Linked DNA regions of Mus musculus: regions 1, 3, 4 and 5 are each linked to region 2. The links are chromatin contacts, called in public ChIA-PET, HiChIP or PLAC-seq and promoter capture Hi-C maps. All regions are on one chromosome and are shown on one strand. Each heading gives the region's core, a stretch centred on a gene start, on an enhancer-like site or on the middle of the called end of the contact. The rest is flanking DNA. Distances are from core to core; before and after follow the strand shown. Region 1 holds the start of Flywch2 (FLYWCH family member 2). Region 2 holds the start of Atp6v0c (ATPase, H+ transporting, lysosomal V0 subunit C). Region 3 holds the start of Prss32 (protease, serine 32). Region 4 holds the start of Npw (neuropeptide W). Region 5 holds the start of Srrm2 (serine/arginine repetitive matrix 2).

Region 1 (2,700 bases), core at 153-2,652, 380 kb before region 2:
TAAGGTTAGAGGCAGGGTTAATTATTTGAGGAGGGGCTTTGAAGACCGAGCAAGGGCATGCCAGCCAAATGAGGTAGGTTTCTAGAAGCTGCAAGAGGCAAATTAAATGTTTCTCTCCTTGTCCGGGCAGTGGTGGTGCATGCCTTTAATCCCAGCACTTGGGAGGCAGAGGCAGGTAGATTTCTGAGTTTGAGGCCAGCCTGGTCTACAGAGTGAATTCCAGGACAGCCAGGGCTACACAGAGAAACCCTGTCTCAAAAAAACAAACAAACAAACAAACAAAAAATGTTTTTCTCCTAAAGCCTCAGGAATGAATACAGCCCTGCTGTATTCAGCCTGCTGTATAACACCCACATCTGACTTCTAGCCTCTAAAATATACGACAATAATGTGTCATTTTAATAATGTGTCACTAGATGGGTGGTGATTGTTGTTTTGATGGCCATAGAACAGTTAAAAGTCCAAACTCTTACTGAGGAAGCTCTGCAGGCTTGGAACTTCAGTTGTTATCTTGGGGTGATGGACAGAATTACCTTCACAAAGATGAGAATGAAACATGCCCTTACCCTTTTTGGGCTGGTTTGATCTGTGTAATAGGAGATGCTAGCATCAGATGAAGAAGGGTAAGGTCTTTGAACTCACGTTACTAACACCTGCTGCTGCCATAGTCACTGTCCTGCACAGTCCTGGAGAACTGTAATTGGACTTTCCAAGGAACGGTATGACACTGGGGTATGCGGGAGGCATCCCACAGGGAGACATAAGAAAATGGCAGTCACCCTCCCAAAAGGTCAAGAACTGTATTATATGCAGAACACAGCAAAGGTCCCCCAATGTGGAGGTCCCACATAAGAGTACCTCCCTTCCCCAGTCACCATGACTCAGAATGGTATCTTCCACCACCCTTGCCCCAGCTCCCTGCTTCCCTCGAACCAATGTTTCAGTCCCCTGAGCATCTCCCTAGCTGGGTCCCAGCCCTCAAATTCTGCCACTGGGACAAGGACCCCACCCCCACCCCCAGGTCATACGCAACAAAACTGCAGAAGGATGGACATGTACCAGGTAGAGTGGGCTGGGGTAGGGACGCGTTGGGGGTTGTGTGTCCCAGATTGGGGGTGTCCAGGGGTAGTGTGGGTTTATGAAAGGGAAGCATGGAGAAAGGAAGAGCCTCGCGGATGGCCGACAAGAAAGCGGCCAGAATCTGGGGGTGGGGGGCCAGAGCCAGGGACCCTTCCGAACACCGGTCCCGCATCCCCAGACCTCTAGGCTAGGAGTCGCTTCTGGAGCCAGGACCCTCCCGCCCGCTGGGGGCCCGTCCTCACCGACGGCAGCAGGCCCTGCCTCTCGGACGACGGAGCCGTGGCGGGTCCCTCAGCCTCAGTGCTTTGGGCCCCCGCCTTGGCTCCCGCCGTCACCTCAAGCTAGGGTCACGGGGCGAGCATGCGCAGGATGAGGGGGCCCCCATTCCTTTGTCGAATTCCGTCTATCCGGATATTACCTTCGCAGCGACAAGTTGAACGCTCGATGAATAGGCGTGAGGGGCGGGTCCATTACCCGGGAAGGGGGCGGAGCCAGTAGGAATTGGGCTACCTGGGTTTAGGATCCCCGGTATGGTCTACTGACGTCTTTCCACTTACTTCCCCCGTATTTGACTCTGACTCCCTCCTGGAGCATAACTCCAGTTCCAGGGGATTAGACGCCCTCTTCTGGTCTCTGTCCATCCAAGCAAAACATCCAAACACAAATATAAATAAATACTAAATAAAGCATAAACTGGAATGCTTATTTAAAGGTTTTTGTCTGTCCCTCCGAGGGAAGGGAAATGTGTTCTTCATTGAAGCTAACATTCCTAACTGCGCAGCATCCTTTGTCATTAGCCCAGCCCTCGCCCATTGGTCCAGTATTTATCATTTGTTCAGCCGTCGCCCATTGTTGTAGTCACTGACTGCTGAAATAGCCCTGGCACAATTCAGTGACTTTATCCCCGCAACCTTCTACTGTGGAGATGGAAACCGGAATGGCTCAGGGCGCTGCTTTCTGTATTTTGCGTGCTCGTGCATCCTATCATTCTGGGATTGCTGGCCCTCACCCATCTGCAGAAAGGCTCTCCCCCTTTACTCCCACATGGCCCTGGCTCCGCAGGTCCTTGGGTCCCACCCTTCTTCCTGGCTCCTTTTCCTCCATGGCCCCATCCTTTCTCTCGAGTCAACGTCATTTCCTGGGCATTCTCTAGTAACGCAAAGGTCTTCATGAATTACGTCATTTGCAATCAATCATAGTCTTGGTTGTTTCTAAAATTATTATGTTCTAATAAGATATATTATTATATATGGTATAATATAATTGTATATTATATATAATCTTCACGTATAAATCACTGATGTTAAGCCTCTGTCTCAAAAGAACAAAACAAGGGGTCCAATGAGGTGGCTCCCCTTTAGATAGCTGGTTCAACCAGAAGCCTTAGTTTACAGCACTTGCTACCAAGCCAGGCCTACCCAAATTTAATCCCTAGGACCCACATAAAGGTAGAAGGAGAGAAATCACTTCACAAAGTTGTCTTCTGATCTCCACACACAAACCCATGACCACACGTGGAGAGATGGATCATTGGTTGAGAGCACTGGCTGTTCTTCCTGCACCTATATGGCCGCTCGCAATGATGCAGATCTCCTGGAGCATAACTCCAGTTCCAGGGGA
Region 2 (2,700 bases), core at 109-2,608:
ACCAGCCTCTCCATTTGCCAGGTAGGGTGGGGCAGGGCGAGGTCAGTTAAGCCAAAGACCAGACCTTCCAGGGGAGGCCCAGGCCAGACCAGTCCCCGGCCAGGGGCTGTGACTTACCTCCCTCAATCCCACATTCTTGGGTCTGGCCCAAAGCTTTTCTCCCAGGAAGGCCAATTTTCACTAAAATTTGACACTGAAGAATTGTCAAGGCCCAACTTCAAAAGCAAGATGCCATCAAGAACCTTGCTAGGCTTTTCCTTTTCTGGGCACGGAAGCGTCGCCCAGTTCCAGCCCCTCACCCCCCTAGAAGAGGAAGGTCATTCATTCACTCATCCATTCATTAGGTCCAGGGCTGAAGATCAAAGATGTAATCGTGTAAATGCAGGCACTCTAATGCCGCCCTCCCACCCACCTCAAAGCCCAGATCCCCAGCAGCCATCCACTAAAGTGCTCCTACCTAGGCCAAACCCACTTCCATAAGCTCTAACCGGAGTCCTTGCAGGTTCCCAGGACCAACCCCTCAGTCCAGTTTTCCTAACCAACCCACACCGATGACTGAACTATTGGGAAACCGAGACAAGCCTCAACCGGAAACACCTGCCTCACCCAGGGTAGAGACCCACCTGACCCCGGGCAGCTGGGCCGCCATAAAAGCAGGGCTTGTGAACCTTAGCGGGGACCCAGGCTCCCTCCAGCCAAGAGGCCAGGGACTCCCGTCCTGGGCCTGCCCCCGCCTACGGACTGGCGCCTTTCAAGATGTGATGTCACACCTGCCTGCAGAATGCGAGGGGGCACAGCATCGCGCGCCGCCCCCCGCGCCCCCCACCCCACCCTCATTCCTACTTCCCAGGACTAAGATGGCAGCCACACTGCCGCCCCACCCCCACAGAAGCGAGGCACAGGAGGCGGGCTGATAAGACCCGCAGCCGGATCAAGCCCCGTGCTCCACAAATCCATCAGTCCCCACCACCCCCCCAAACCTGCGCCCGTAAGGCCCGACACCCACATAGCTGGGAATGACGTCAGAGTGACGTCACGCCCAACCCCCAGTGAGCAGCGGTCTAGAGTCCCGCATCGCTTCGGCATCCCCTGCTCCTCCTGCAGCGATGCTCACCGCTGAAGACCATGGCGGACGAGGCGCCCATGACACCGAAAAACGAAGAATATTCGGGGTTGTTCTTGATGTCAGCCATGTCTGCAAGCAGGGAAAAGACAAGCTCAGCGGGCGGCGGCGAGCTAGGACAACGGGACAGCGAGCGAGGAGGCAAGCGAAGATCGTCGAGGCAGCGGATGGGAAGGCGACCCCGCCAGTCAGGCGCTGCGCTCTAAATACCAGCACCGCAAAGCAAGATGGCGGCCGCGCTCGCGTCACATGATCTGTCCCCGCCCCCACGGGCTGTACCACTTTGCGCCGGTGGGGGAGCGAGGCTCCAGGCTCGCCGGCAGCCCTTGGACAATTTATGGGCCCTGGCACCAGTCCTCGGGGCCCGGGGCCCAACGCTCAGCCTTGCCTGGGTCTTCGCTGGCCCGCGGCTCCACGCAGTCGTCTTCTCGAACCCTACGGGTTTTGGGATCATCGGTCCCCCGGGGCGGAGCCGTAGCGCTCATATTAGCATACAGGGTGGAGCGAACGCTAGCCCACCTTCACTGCGGCTGCGCAGAACTCACCGGTGTTCGAGTACCCGTGTTCGTTTTCCCTGTGTTCACTGCTCACGGACCTCAGGCACTCCTGCTGCATAAGACTCAGGTTAAAGTAGTGACATCTAGCAGCACTACAGAACTTATAACAGAAGAAATCCCTCGTGTTGGGCTTCGCTGTCTCCGCCAACCCCCAGGAATACCACGCCCCACCTCTCCGGGCTTTAAAGTGCAACAGCCCTAGGTGTTCTGTAGTCACCTTCTTCCATACCTAGGCTCCTGCAGATTCAGGCCCACCGTATTCCCTTTAATTCCGGTGGTGGTTGTGGGTCCCTCACCTGACCCCCTCTTGTATAGCTGTCTGCCCACAAAGACGTAGGCATGGCTGTTTTTCTATTTATTTTTCTACTTTATTTTTGAAACGGGGTTTCACTGTGAAGTTCTGGTTAAGCTGGAATTTGCCATGTAGACCAGTTCCGTCTTGTCTGCCTCTTGAGTGCAGGGGGTTAAAAGCACCCTGCTTGATGGGCTTTCAGCATTGACACCTGTGAAAGGTAACCCAGATTTCTGAAAGTCTCAGAAAGACCTGATTGCCCTTCTAGCACCCATGCAAGGCCTACCTGTGCCAGGCCTCCTTTCTAGACCACTGATGGAGGACTGGTTTCCCCAGCAATGGAGTGGCTAAGGCTACCTCTGCCCTCCAGATACCCTTGTAGCAGCTTACGCACCCCAGCTGCCTGCCTTCCTTCTACCTATCAACTCAGGCTGCCTAGTTTCCTTTACCCTTCCCTCCTGAGCAGCCACGACCTAGCCTAGACCTCCCTTGAAACTCAAGGTCACATTCTAAGACCAGTGGGTTCTCCAAGTGGTCTCAATGCTAATACCTCAACTTCTCCATGCAGGCAATAGAGACACCTTCCCATCCTGCTACCTTCTCAGTCCTACATTTCACAGCAGAAAACTCCCTGTGTCCCCTTCCCACCTTGGCTGAATCCAGTCTACCACCCTTTAAACTGGCCCGTAGAAGAGCCTTTGTCTTGTTTCAGAGAGGACGTTACTGAG
Region 3 (2,700 bases), core at 147-2,646, 320 kb before region 2:
TGGTCCTATGAAAGCTTGATAGATGCCCCAGTGTAGGGGAATCAAGGGCTTGGAGGTGGGAGTGGGTGGGTGGGTGGAGGAACACTCTCATAGAAGCAGGGGAAGGGAGAATGGGATAGGGAGTTTTGGGTAGGGGGAACCGGGAAAGGGGATAACATTTGAAATATAAATAAAGAAAATATCCTGCTGGGCGTGGTGGCGCACACCTTTAATCTCAGCACTCGAGGCCAGCCTGGTCTACAAAGCGAGTTCCAGGACAGCCAGGGCTACACAGAGAAACCCTGTCTCGAAAAATCTAAATAAATAAATAAATAAATAAATGAATAAATAAATAAATAAATAAATAAATAAATAGAAAAAATAAAGAAAATATACAATTAAAAAAAAAAGCAACTTCAGCACCCACCCCATGGGATGTGGCACACCTCTTCTAACAAGGCCACACCTCCTAGTTCTTCTCAAATAGTTCTACCAACTGGAGACCAAGCATTCAAATATATGAGCCTAAGGGAGGTGAGGGGGGCATTCTCATTCAAACCACCATAAACTCAAACTCAGTATTGTAGCCTAGCTCTGAACTTTCGACTCAATTGTCTCTACCTCCTGAGCCCTGGAACTGCAGGTGTGTGCTACACCAGCTCATCTGGTTTATGCAGGTACTGGGGATCAAGCGCGGAGCTTTGTGCATGCAGGCAGGTACTCTAGCAACTGACCTATAGCCTAAGCCCTTGTTTTCTTTATTTTAAATTATAAATATATTGGTGAACACATTGCACACAGGATGGAGATGGATGTGGAGACTTTAATATTGGATAAGATGGGGTCTGGGACTGAAGCATAAAGCGACACTGCAGCTGGCGAAGTAATTACTGTGTACAGTTTCCATTTCAGTGGGGGCATCTGGGTGTTTGAAGGCCAGTGAGCCTTTCTGGGAACAATCCTTTTTGAAAGGAGTTGCCTAGAGACTGAGTGAAGGGCAGCCAACAGAAGAGAAGTTTCTAGAGAAGACAAATACCACAGGAGTCTGAAAGGATGTCCACATGCCTCATCCTCCAGCCCAATGCTGGCATGCCCTTCTGCCTAGAGCTAGGCCCATGGCTGCCCTCTGGTGGACAGCGATGGACACGAAGGCTCCCGAGGGTGCCAGGCATACTATACAATGATTCTGCATCAATGAAAGTTGAGGGCCGTGGATGCTGCGGTTCCTGGATCAGGAAGGGGAGGACCAGAGGACCCCAGAGCATGAAGCATGTAGGGAAGTCAGGGTCTCTGTGCCCAGGGACAGTGGACATGTGAGGCCTCTCCCAAGGCTGCAGGGCAGGTGTGGAGGCTGAGCCCCACCCCAGGGCAAGTCCTGAAACCACACCAGAGCTGCAGTCCCTCTTCCTCTTCCTGGAGTATTTGGCCCCAGCAGGTGTACCATGGAGCTGGCTCTGCCTGCCATCCTATTTACCTTCTTTCCTGGAGTTCTTCTGGGGAGTGAGGTCCTCCCAACCGACTCTGACAGCCCGTCTACCACGACAGGCAGGAGGAGCATTGACTTGGACTCAGGTGAGGTGGTGTATGGGGAACGGGAGCTTCGGGAAGATACGTAGAATGCAGGTTTTGTTGTTTGGGTGGCTTTTTTGTTTGTTTTGTTTTTAGTTTTATTCTGTTTCTTTTAGTTTTGATTCCTGGTCTCATTGTAGCTCAGGCTGGCCTCCATTTTACTGCATAGTTGAAGCTGACCTTGAACTCCTGATCCTCCTGATTCAGTCTTCAGGTGCTGGGATTACAGGAAGGAGGCAGCAGAATTATAGGTTTGGAGGCAGACCCAGAGAGCTGTTTGATCCTGGCTCCTTCTGGCCTTATACTAGGCAGGTGCTATTAGGCACCAGGTACCTGAGACATCCTCTGGCCCACACTGGTCAAGCTCCCAGGGGCTGTGACAAACGAGCCAGGTTTGAGGGTATAGAGAAGGGCAGAATAGCCATGTATCACCCAATCCTACTGATTCCTTGCAGTGTGTGGACGTCCCAGGACATCAGGCCGCATCGTGTCAGGACAAGATGCCCAGCTGGGCCGGTGGCCTTGGCAGGTCAGCGTGCGGGAGAATGGGGCGCACGTGTGTGGGGGATCTCTGATTGCTGAGGACTGGGTGTTGACTGCTGCCCATTGCTTCAACCAGTGAGTGTCTCCCTATGGGTCACGTGGGCTGGGGCCTGTTGGATTTCCCTACATTCCTTTCAGATGACTTCATTTCTCCATTTGAACCATAGCTCCTGCCTACTATGGCAGGAGATGAGGCAGGGTCATGCCATTTTATATCTCAGTTACCTGTCTTGTTATTCCTCAAAATCAACTCTTGTATAGAAGGGATGGCTCAGAGGGTAAGAGGGTTTGCTGCACAAGCAAGGTGACTTGAGTTTGAATCCCCTGCCCAAGTTAGTGCAAACAGCCAAGTGTGGCTTATGCCTGGGGTGTATGTGGGAGCACGAGGCTCTCTGGGGACTGCTGACTTCCAGTACAGTTCTAGGTTATGTGGAAAACCCCGTCTCAAGGCTAAGAGTAATAGAGCAGGGTATCTGATGTTACCCTATGCTTTCTGTACACGCCTAGGAACCTGTGTACCCACTGACATACTGACATGCAGACACACACGGTGGGGGGGGGACAGTTACTAAATCAGCCCTTGAGAACCCAAGGTCTTTGTGTATGTAT
Region 4 (2,700 bases), core at 176-2,675, 490 kb after region 2:
AGGGAACATACGGAGGAAGCAAGCCAAGGCCCCGGAAGCATCTCAGCTTTGCTCTCCGCACTGTGTCTGTCCCTAAGGACAAACGGATGAGCTGGTCTGGTCAGGGAGGGCTTCCTGACATTTGCCAGGGCGTAGGCGCGCAGCTATGTGCGCTCTGAAGCTAGATGCTAAGTACACAATGAGAAAAAGGGTCACACGCGGGGGCGCAGGAATCAGGTTGGTTTTATTGACCAGACCACGAGGCCTGACTGGAGCTTCAAGCTGTGCTCCTGCCTAGGTCAAGCATGGGGGCGCCATCGGTTCTTGGGCCTGACAGGATCGGCAAAGATGACTTGCTGCAGGAACCATGGCTGGGCACGAAGCGTCTCTCCGAAGGCTCTAGAAAGAACAAAGCAGGACTCTAGAGACAGGGGCAAGGCTCTCCATTCTGTCCTCAGGTTGATATGGAAGGAACTCTGGGAAATTCTCCTAACGTGATGGGAAACAGAATGGGTAGGGGGGGCGTAGTGGCCCACACATGTAAAATCAGCAACCAGGAAGATAGGGAAGCATAATATCAAAAGGGGGGGGCTGGAAAACAGGGTATAACTCAGTAGGCAGAGTGCTTGCTTAGCATATGTGACGTCCTGGGTTCCATTTCTAGTACCACGTAAACCGAGTGTGGTGGTGCACACTTGTAATCCTATCACTTGGTATGTGGGAGAAGGATCAGGAGGAGTTCAGCCTGAGCTACAAGAAAAAGGGAAAAAACAAAAACAACAACAACAAAAACCCACCAGTACCCATAGGCTCGCGGTCTTGTGTGGTCTAAGACCCCTGGAAATTCCCTTGCCAGATGCCACGCCCACCTCCTCTCTTTCCTACTTACCTAGCAGCGGGCTCCTCTGAGATCCAGGAGTGAAGGCTTAGCGACTGCTCCGGTTGGCGGACTCCCTCCAGGTCCCGCGGACTCCAGGGTGCATGGACGGGAAGCCCTGCAGGTGAGCTCCTGCTTCGTACCTCCCACAGCTCCTGCCCTGAGGAAGGAAGCAGGAGAGCGCCGCGGGCGACCGGTCCTGGGAGCCGGGAGAGGGGTCCAGCAGCCCCGCCCAGGGCACGGCGCCACTGGTAGGGCGAGCGGCGCAGCCCCATGAGCAGCCCGGAGGCACGACCCACTGTGTGATAGCGGGGACTCGCCACGTGCTTATACCAGGCGCTGGCGGGCAGCGGTAGCAAGAGCAGAAGCAGCAGCAGGGGCAGCAGGGGCCGGTTCCTGGGAGTCCCGGGCCCAGGGCCCCGCACTTCTCTGTTAGACGCCAGCGCGCTCACGTCAATTGCCCCTTGGAGGGTTAGGACAAGAACTGGGTTTATGTCTCCGAGAACGAGAACGTCGGAGCTCCAGAGGATGGAGAAGACCAGTCAGTTGGTGCGACTACAGCCTTTCAGTGGCCCCGCCCCGGATCGCCCCCGCCGCACATGTCGCACTCACCCAAGGGAGAGGAGGATGGAGAGGGAGGTGAAGAGGGAACCCAGGCAGCTAGAAGCCTCTCAATGAGTAGTTCGCAAGCTGGACTGTGTTTGAAGCTCTAGTGGGGGATCTCCTTGCTTACTCTTTCCTCGCCCCCAGAAAGGGAACTGTCAAGGAGGGAGTTCCGGTACCACGGTCTCAGAATACAAGAATGGGCTGCCAGGGGCAAAAGGATGCCCCCTTGGTAGGAGTTGCTTCAACTGGAGCACTTAAGGAGAGGAGACAGCAGAGTTCTGGTGGGCTAGCATAGGGCAGTTTTGCGCGTGGGGCCACTCTTCCCTGAGGGCTGTACCTCTTCTTACCTAGTACAGCTCCTGAGATCCCACCCAAACCCAGTCTGCACTACAGGTAGCTTAATACTTGGAGACCTTGAGCTTGGGGCTGAGGCATGGGAACACGTTCCTATCATCCCAGCATGGATCTTGAGTTCAAAACAGCCTGATTATGTGACCCTAGCTCTAGGAAGAAGAAGGAAATCAAAGAGATGGGGGTGCGGGGAGCTAGGAAGGCAGGAAAGCAAGCAGGCAGGACAGTTTGGCCACATGAAGCCATCCCTGTGGTTTCTGGAGAGCTAGAATGTTAAGAGGTTCCTCCTGGAACCCTCAGCCCCAGGAGGCTTGACTGGGCCCTACCAAACTCCAGAGCCTCCTCTGTAACAATATCTTGGCACAAGACCTCCTCCCCAGCCAAAGTCAATCAGGGGAAGGGCTTAGCCCCACAGCAGGTGACTTGTTCACCTGTATATAAGAATATTCCAGTTGGGCATGGTGGCGCACTTTAATCCCAGCACTTGGGAGGCAGAGGCAGGTGGATTTCTGAGTTCGAGGCCAGCCTGGTCTAAAAAGTGAGTTCCAGGACAGCCAGGGCTATACAGAGAAACCCTGTCTCGAAAAACCAACCAAACAAACAAACAAAAAAAGAATATTCCTCCCTTATCTCTTTTCCTAGCAAATTTCTATAAACTTCAAGACTCCACTAAAATGGCTTTAGTCACCTCACTCCTCTAGCACTTACCCACTAAGACATCCCTCAAGCCTCTAGTTGAGAAGTTCTCATACAGCCCGGACTGGCCTTGAGCATGCTATGCAGCTAAGAATAACTTTGAACTTCTGACCCTCCTGTTTCTACCTCCAGGGCTAGGTTTATAGATACAGGCCACCATTTCCAATTTGAAACACCTTATTTTGATCTTC
Region 5 (2,700 bases), core at 91-2,590, 370 kb before region 2:
CGAAGATGAAAAGGAAGACGAAGAAATATGATGAGCAGGGAGTGCTGAAAGACTCCGAGAGGAGCCCCTCGCTCAGGCCTCAGGACAATATCGGACACCCAAGAACTCATGACAGACCGAGCTTGTTGCAAACCACATGAGGCTTTATTTGGGGAAAGCCAGAGCTCTGGGGACAACTCATATCCCACGCAGGGGTAGAGGAGTCGTCCTCGAGGGGAAAGAGTTTCCAGTTTTTATAGGCCCTCAGGGGGGAAAGGAGAAGGGGGAGATTAGGGGATTTCCAGATCTAAACAATGTCTATTCTCAAGAAATGGGTATGGAGGGGTACAAGGAGAGTCTAATGAAGGTGCAGCAATGAGCACACACCTGGTCAGAACATTGGCAGACACACAGGTTCAAGGAGTGGCCAGAGCATTGTGCACCTCTATTTTTCTAAATCAGTGAAGCTAGTTCTGCTAACACTGACGTCTATCTTGCCAATTTCAGGGCTTCTGTGTCCTTTTACATTCTGCCAGGATCTTTCAGTGCCTCAGTGGTGGGGCCCTTGCTACCGAGTGAGAGGCACTGGGACAAACTCCCGGAACCGTGCTATAGGGCCAGGAAATGGAACTGCATTCTCACATTCCTCCACTTACATGGCATAGTCTCTATAGGCGAAAAGTAATCACTTAGTCTCTTTGCCCAAAGGTAAGAGAAAGTATTTTTTAGTGGTCTGCAAGCCCCACTTCAGATAGGACTACAGAGGTGGAAACTGTGGAAAGCACCGGATACTGGGCCAGAAGCCGGGTTCAAGTGGCTCCAGAGCTGTCAGGTGGCTTGACTCTGAAGCACCTCTTCCTGCGAAGAAGACTCGGTGCTGTGGGGCCTCGTACACATTAAAGAAAACCATGGTCACAGTGACTAGGTAAAGCTGCTGAGCCACTGCCACCCAACACGGTCACATAAAATGGCGACCCTGCCTAGCGGAGGAGTCTTACGCGTTTTCTCTCTAAAACCGAACTACAGCTCCCAGAACTCTGTGCGCGGAAGGCGTGCGTCTGAGCTACTCCCGGGTGTTGTGGGTTGCGGCCCCCGCGCCCCTCCCCCCTCCTACAGAAGTTTTTTTTCAGCCGACCTTGCAGCTTCGGTACGGAGCCACGCCTTTCCCCGCAGTGCCCGACGGGACTCGGGGTTTTTCGACTTTTCAGTAGCACGTCCCTTCGCCTAAGGTCCTCCTTGTGGCTTCAACGCCTGCGCACGACGCACTACGGTTCCCAGAGGGCCCAGCGGCTCTCATGATTGCGTGCTGACGCACTAGGTCGTGCTGACGCGCAACGCTGCCCAGGCGGGGTGCGAGTGGCGCAGTCGAAGCCCGCTGCGGCCCCTGAGGAAGCGAGGAGGCGGCGGCGGCGGCGGCTGAGGCGGGCGGACCGACGAGGCGGCGGCTTCAGGCTCCGAGGGATACGAAAACTTAAGCAGCAGCTGCGGCGGGACCTCCCTGTTTGACAGTCGGCGGCCGGAGGCGGCGGCGGCGGGTGAGAGAAAGGGAGCGCGCTAGCCGGGTGGGGGAGGGGCGGCGGGCTGGGCCGGAGGCTAGAGCGCGGGGAGAACGGCCCAGGCCGCCGCGCGCACGCGTGCTCGTCGCCTCGGCCGGCGCGGTCGCCTTCCCTTCCTCCCCTCCCCCTCCCGCGGTTCCTGGGACGCGCGGCCTTCAACTCCTCCGCCCCTCCCCCACACGGCCGCGGCGCGCGCGGCCGCCTGGTCTCGTCCGCGCGCCCCCGGTGAGACAGCATTGCGCGAGGCTCTGCTTCTCTCCTTTGCTCTACCTGGGGCTGAGGAGGCCGTCGTTCCGCGGTCGTCCTCTTCGGTCTTTTAGGGGGCGGGGAGAGGGCGGCAGCGGAGGTACTTGTCCCCCGCCCGAGCTTCGGACCTGCTGGTACCTCTCCTCGATCGGCTCCGGCGTGGGTCCACGGGCCCTGCTAGGGGCCTGAGAAACGGCCAGAGCCGCCCAGACCGCGGGGCGCCGCGTGGCCCCCTCCCCCCTCCTCGAGGCCGAAAATAAGCTGGGCTGCCCAGTGGGCGGCGGGAGGAGGCCTTGAACTTTCGGAGGCCAGGATTTAAACCGTTCGTCCTCGTTAGTATCAGAGGCTGTGAGTGTGTGCGTGGGGGTGGGGGATCCCCAAGTCTTAAAAAGTGAGGATAATAAAACCGCGAAAGTATTCAGCCTGCGTGTATAAGGAAGACCAATGTGCTCCTTTCAACCCTGTTATTTTATTTCTTTTTTACGGTTTGGTTTTATGAGCTAGGGCCTCTAAATAGTCTTGGTTGGTCTGGCACTAACCGTGTAGATCAGGCTAGCATTGAACTCAAGAAATCTGCCTGCCTCTGTGGGATCAAAGGCATGAGACACCATGTCTGGCTCCTACCCTGGTTTTTGTTTTTTGTTTTTTTTTTCCCCGGAGACAGGGTTTCTCTGGCTGTCCTGGAACTCACTCTGTAGACCAGGCTGGCCTCGAACTCAGAAATCCGTCTGCCTCTGCCTCCACACCCGGCTCCTACCCTGTTTTTAAAAAGGTCTCCTCAAATATTAAAGCTAAGCCTTTTAGAGCTTTTCGATGGGGAAAAAATTCTTGACTTAATAGCCTGGCTTCAGTCAGCCATTACTTGGTGATGACGTTCTTCCTTGCTGTTTCCATCTTACAGTTCTTTTAAGATGTCTCT

The links. Promoter capture Hi-C pulls out the DNA fragments that hold promoters and counts their contacts. ChIA-PET counts read pairs in DNA pulled down with a chosen protein or histone mark. HiChIP or PLAC-seq counts read pairs in DNA pulled down with a chosen protein or histone mark.
Region 1: a contact with region 2 is called in an H3K27ac HiChIP or PLAC-seq map of microglia, with 5 times the contacts expected there. The contact joins the promoter of Flywch2 here to the promoter of Atp6v0c in region 2. A contact is called at or near these places in 2 of 115 datasets of contacts at active chromatin or transcription factors (memory CD8 T cells and microglia) and 1 of 9 other capture datasets (liver).
Region 3: a contact with region 2 is called in a promoter capture Hi-C map of hippocampal neurons, with 2.8 times the contacts expected there. The contact joins the promoter of Prss32 here to the promoter of Atp6v0c in region 2. A contact is called at or near these places in 4 of 39 promoter capture datasets (the 3T3-L1 cell line, the C10 cell line and hippocampal neurons), 1 of 484 Hi-C or Micro-C datasets (CD4 T cells) and 1 of 115 datasets of contacts at active chromatin or transcription factors (pancreatic cancer cells).
Region 4: an H3K4me3 HiChIP or PLAC-seq map of pro-B cells shows a contact between it and region 2, with 2.5 times the contacts expected there. The contact joins the promoter of Npw here to the promoter of Atp6v0c in region 2. A contact is called at or near these places in 7 of 115 datasets of contacts at active chromatin or transcription factors (bone marrow-derived dendritic cells, bone marrow-derived macrophages, effector CD8 T cells and 4 more).
Region 5: an RNA polymerase II ChIA-PET map of memory CD8 T cells shows a contact between it and region 2, with 120 read pairs. The contact joins the promoter of Srrm2 here to the promoter of Atp6v0c in region 2. A contact is called at or near these places in 2 of 39 promoter capture datasets (the HPC-7 cell line and frontonasal cranial neural crest), 3 of 484 Hi-C or Micro-C datasets (embryonic stem cells, regulatory T cells and uterus), 3 of 115 datasets of contacts at active chromatin or transcription factors (effector CD8 T cells, memory CD8 T cells and microglia) and 1 of 9 other capture datasets (pancreatic islet).

Annotation. Positions count from the first base shown.
Region 1 is chr17:23,784,679-23,787,378 of GRCm38.p6, forward strand. It overlaps Flywch2 (FLYWCH family member 2), which reads right to left and starts at 1,403. Exons shown (of 3, transcript NM_029798.4): 1 at 1,323-1,403.
Region 2 is chr17:24,168,092-24,170,791 of GRCm38.p6, forward strand. Atp6v0c (ATPase, H+ transporting, lysosomal V0 subunit C) reads right to left here and starts at 1,359. Exons shown (of 3, transcript NM_009729.4): 1 at 1,115-1,359. The coding sequence starts at 1,193.
Region 3 is chr17:23,852,376-23,855,075 of GRCm38.p6, forward strand. Prss32 (protease, serine 32) reads left to right here and starts at 1,397. Exons shown (of 5, transcript NM_027220.2): 1 at 1,397-1,551; 2 at 2,004-2,166. The coding sequence starts at 1,422.
Region 4 is chr17:24,657,127-24,659,826 of GRCm38.p6, forward strand. It overlaps Npw (neuropeptide W), which reads right to left and starts at 1,426. Exons shown (of 2, transcript NM_001099664.2): 1 at 869-1,426; 2 at 203-378. The coding sequence starts at 1,299. The coding sequence ends at 279.
Region 5 is chr17:23,801,885-23,804,584 of GRCm38.p6, forward strand. Srrm2 (serine/arginine repetitive matrix 2) reads left to right here and starts at 1,341. Exons shown (of 15, transcript NM_001368687.1): 1 at 1,341-1,514. It overlaps Gm52285 (a long non-coding RNA gene), which reads right to left and starts at 1,888. Exons shown (of 2, transcript XR_003952234.1): 1 at 1,806-1,888.